2 separate regions of the Capsicum annuum genome follow, and region 2 is linked to region 1. The links are chromatin contacts, called in public Hi-C maps. All regions are on one chromosome and are shown on one strand. Each heading gives the region's core, a stretch centred on a gene start, on an enhancer-like site or on the middle of the called end of the contact. The rest is flanking DNA. Distances are from core to core; before and after follow the strand shown.

Region 1 (2,513 bases), core at 10-2,509:
AAACTCCAGACACAAACAAAAGAACGCTCCCCTACTGTTACCGACGCACTCTTACCCCTTAACCCTCTACACAAACACAAAATACAGGGTCCTATCCTAAGCTATGAAATGTGGATAGATACAACGAGTTAAGATAAAAAGAAATACTGTAAACTTACATTGGCAAGTGCTTGTCCTCAGCGAGAATAGCATTGTTCGGCTTGATATCGTACCTAAGGTATAAAAGAAAAAAAGAAAAACATATCATTCAAATAAGACTATGATTTTGTATCCAAATCCAGGTAAAAGTAATGATTATACGAACTATTATACAACTTCACTCGAAAACTGAAAACTAAACAATGGACAATACTCCCTCATTAATATAATTTCTCGGTTATGTAAAATTCTCTTTACTCCCACCGTCCCAAATTTCCTAATTTGATTTGCTATTTTACTTGTCTTTTTTCATTAATCAAGAAGAGATAATTTGTTTTCTCATATTTTATCCTTTGCATTAATTATTTTTTCTTCAAATTAAAATGTAAATATCATAGGAGCACTATGATAAACTAACCAAGTGATTAATAATGTAAATATCATAGGAGCACTATGATAAACTAACCAAGTGATTAATTATTTTTCTTACTCAATGTGCCATCTCAATTTGGGATGGTAATTTGAGAGGAGTATTTAAAAAGAAAAATTGGAAGAACATCATTAATATCTTTTTAATTATCTAAAGTACCACTTTGAAACAAAATAAAACGATTAAAACACCACTTATTTTGGAACGGAGAAAGCATATCAGGAATACGAAGATTGAAAATCGAAATATAACAATAAGTGTAAAGTATATAAATAAATATCTAGGATCATGATCTGTGAAATCAAACTAATAAAACACAAAATTAAACGTTTTTAATTAGCTAAAAATGTGCGGAAAAAAATGTGATGGAATTAATGGAAATGTGTGCAAGCTGATCCGGACACTGTGATTATAATAAAAAATATGATAACTTACTTGTTTAGGAAATCTTGATCGACAACAGCAGAGATATCGAGCAATGGATTACCCATACCCAAAAGAATTCCCTCATACTCCATTTTTGATGTTTTATTTTTTTTATTAGTTATGGAGTTTGTTGCAGATCTTGAAGCTATATAGAAACACCGTTGGTGTTGGTGAATGGTGGGTAAGTGATGGTGACACCTTCTCTTATTGTTTAACTTTAATTAATTAACCAGTGAATGTATTATAACTAGAGGAGTATGAACGTGTCAGCACGGACCTAACGTTAAGATATTTTTATTATATATAGTAAGTTAAATTGATATTAGTTTGAATTATGAATAGATAAAATATATTAACTGCTTAGTAATATTTTTCAAGGAGTCAAGTCTTACAAGATAGTTATGTATAACTTACTCATATAAATAATAAAATTCGATGTATATAGAAGTCTATATATTTTATTATATGATTAAGATTTGCTACATTAAGTAGAAAATATGTTGTATAAAATAGAGAATAATTGTTGAAAAAAATAAAGGGTTATCTAGTCATTACATATTACATCACTTGCAGTTAATAATCCGCACTGTATTCACTAAATTAATATTTTAAATTTAAATTTTAAGTGTTTCAAAAATTATATAGAACTATCTTTCATATTAATTTAAATTATTTGACTTTAAGAACAGAATAAAACATACTTATGTAGATATTTTATTGAACTTTGTTTTTGTATATTCTCCTTCCTTTCAAATGTGAAGTCGTTTGTTAGAGTGTATAAAAATAATGTTGATAGAATGTATTAATAATATTTGCATTAATAATATTTGTATTAATAATATTGGTATTATTTATGCTTACATTATTTCTTATATACTGTTTGATGTACTATATTAGAACTTGCATTTTCAATTTTGATATATTTAAACAAAAATTTTAAAAAAAGATGGATTGCATATATATCCTAAGATTCATCCGGGATCGAGAGTCAATCAAATATTTATATCGTTTAAATTTTTAAGTTATTAATTATTGTGATTTATAGTATTTTTTAAAAATATATAATATATCAAATTATTTTTAGATATTTTAAGTTTTTAATTGTTGTAATTTATAATATTTTTTATGTAATTTTTTAAAAATATATGCTATTTTCCTTGTCTAAAGTTTTATGTCATTAATAGTCAATTATATTTTTTTAAATAATTTAATTTTTAATTAGTGTGTAAAACTTTTTTTACTCCAATTTAAGTGACATGATACTTAGATGACCATAATAATTAATTAGAGGTGATATAGTAAAATTACGATTGAATATATTAGGAAAAAATTAAATTAGGTGAAGTTGTAGTAACAAATAAGAAAGAAAGTAAATTATATATTTGATATGAAATTAAATAAAGAATAAAATTTATTTAATTGCATCAATTATAATTAATTTTTACAATAAATTATCATCCTACTAATAAATTTACTTAAATATATTTGAAACAATTTTATACATAAAAAAGATAAATAA
Region 2 (2,513 bases), core at 9-2,508, 120 kb before region 1:
ACCGATTTGCTGTTTTTCATAGCTTGTATATCCAATGGGGTCCTGATTTTAGTGCTTCGTGTTGATTTTCTGATTCTTATTTTTGTATGATTATATGATGTTGCAGTCTAAAAGTCAAAACAAGTACTTGTTTTTTTTGTGCAGGAATGAAATATGACCTGAGGAAAGTTGAAGAAGTATTTTATGATGTAAAAATCAGAGGCTTGGCTGCAAATGGAGACTCAGCTGGAGCGAAGCAGGCGCAAGGACAATCTTGAATATCTTTCTGTGCACTGTCAATTAAAAATAGGATTTTGTTTTTGTATTTGTGTATGTTCGAGGATGGGTAGTGGCTCTTGTCCAGTTTTAGTTTCTCCTGTAATGCCACAATGCAGGTTCTGTTGATACTGTCAGTGAAACAGGAAAGAGTTGAAGTCTATGCTATTCCTTTTGCCGATGATTACTGTAAATTTTATTCCAAAAAGGTTTTTTTATTAAAATATTGTGGAAGAAAATAGTTAAGTATTGAAAGAAATTGTGGGCTGGATGCCAGATAAGAAAACGCAGAAAATGCACGTGCAGTGTACATGTCTAATCAAATCATTGCTAGAACTGAGCCCTCCCTGCATTATAGTGTTGTGATCTTCTCCCCGTGGTCTTTTGGTGGTAGGTCCCAGACTTCATGTGCTCTACATCCCTTGTTAATCAATGTTTCAAATCCAAGTCACCAAAGTCCAACTTGTAGGTGCGTTGTCTTGAACTTTTGATATTATTCTAGGACAAAACGGTAAGTTTGACAAGTTGGTTACTTGATCTTGAAGGTCTGCACATGAGATAAGTACGGGTTAAAAGTTCACGACTATTTATTTCCAAGGTCATTCCAACAAACGCATATAGCTTTTGTGTGTGCGCGCGTGCGTGATGTGTAGTATATGCACAGCTGTGTGTATTATATACATACAGCTCTGAATGCACCTGCATACAGTGTGTTCCAAACTTAATATTGGGAGTTAAAAGTTGAGTTTCTTCAAGTTTAATCTAACAGGATGTCAATTAGTAATGACCAAAGAAAAGTTGAATTAATATTCAGACTTCACCAATAGTTTTTAGTTCAATAATATGTCATGTGATCGAGAGATCACGGGTTTGACTTGTGAAAATAGTCTCTCATAGAAATACAAGATCAGATTATGTACAATAGATTTTTGTGGTTAAATCCTTCTCCGAATCCTGTTTATAGCGAAAGCTTAGTGCACAAGAATGTGACTTTTACATATTGTCATTTTACCAGGGGCGGACCCATGTGTAATTTTGGGGTGCTCCGGCACCCACTAAATTCGACGTAGATTGGGTATAATTATATAAGAAACACAGATAAATGGTATAATTTATTAAAAAGCACCCAGAGAACAAACATATGGTTGGGTGCAGTGGCTTGAGGATGTGACTCCCATGTCCAATTTTTCAGGTTTGAATCCCTACAGCTACATACTATTTTTTATAAATTTATAAATTTTTTTGAGCACCCACAACCTTGAATTCCTGGATCCGCCGCTGCATTTTACCATACTGGTCCTACTACGACTTCATAAAAGAAGTCACCTTTTGGAAATAAGAACAAAAAAGTTTTAAATCAAGGAAATTTTTTCCAAAAGAACATCAAGGAATAATGGAGAAAACAATTGTTCCAATCAAAAACATGGAATTTCGAAGAAACTTCCTTCATGTAACAGCCAAGGTTTCCTTGATTAAGACATCACATTCTTGTGATATGTTCTAAGGATATAATGCCTGTAGCAAGAAAGATACCATGCTATATTTAATTATTTGATTATTTATCTAATACATGACCAATATTCGTCCTCCCTTTATATAATGCTTTTGTATCAGAGATCAAGTTCCCTTTGTCATTTTCTTTTGTGATATGTAATACATCCTATTTTAAACAAATTCCAACTATTGTTTTGAATATGTCAAAACCCTGAATTCATAATTGAAGTTACAGCAACGAAATTCAGTATAACCTCACAGGTGAGTCATAATTAGAAGTTTGATGAAATAGGAAAGTCTCCCCATCCTTTCTACCCAATCTAAAATCAACTTACTTGGAATTACATTTTCCAAAAAAGGTAGTCTCTTTTTAAACTGTGATCTCTTTATTTTCTTAGGTGGTTAATATATTTTTCACATATTCAAACACTTGCCTCCTCCCCCTCCCCCTCCCCCCCCCCCTCCGCTCGCCCCCCCCCCCCCCCCCCCTCGAAAAAAAAGAAGAAAAAATATCGAAAATAGGAAGACATAATTATTCCATTTCGCATATTTAGTAGAAAGGGTATTATTGAGTTACTTGACTAGTTGAACGGCCCTTTGAACTAGTTGACTAATGGCGAGTGTGTAACCGAGGATAAAATTGACCTAAAGGGCAGCTTGATATACTAAAATTGTTGTTATGCACGAGCTCCACGAAAAGACCAGACCACAAAAGCCTATTGTACCCAAGGTTACACTATATTTCTGCGGGAGATTAGTTTCAA

The links. Hi-C and Micro-C count contacts between places; a contact is called where the count stands out from the background.
Region 2: a Hi-C map of leaf shows a contact between it and region 1, with 2.4 times the contacts expected there. The contact joins the enhancer-like site here to the promoter of LOC107854296 in region 1. A contact is called at or near these places in 2 of 5 Hi-C or Micro-C datasets (leaf and placenta).

Annotation. Positions count from the first base shown.
Region 1 is chr10:185,459,358-185,461,870 of UCD10Xv1.1, reverse strand. LOC107854296 (adenosine kinase 2) reads right to left here and starts at 1,259. Exons shown (of 12, transcript XM_016699304.2): 1 at 1,004-1,259; 2 at 159-212. The coding sequence starts at 1,086.
Region 2 is chr10:185,576,131-185,578,643 of UCD10Xv1.1, reverse strand. LOC107854295 (translin) reads left to right here. Exons shown (of 7, transcript XM_016699303.2): 7 at 145-436. The coding sequence ends at 257. Among protein-coding and RNA genes, the nearest start is that of LOC107854295, 9.5 kb to the left of the region's middle. Within about 2 kb of position 1,258, at least 5 of the 5 cell types and tissues checked have an H3K27ac peak or open chromatin away from gene starts, as enhancers often do. A contact at or near this core is called in leaf, where this site is marked.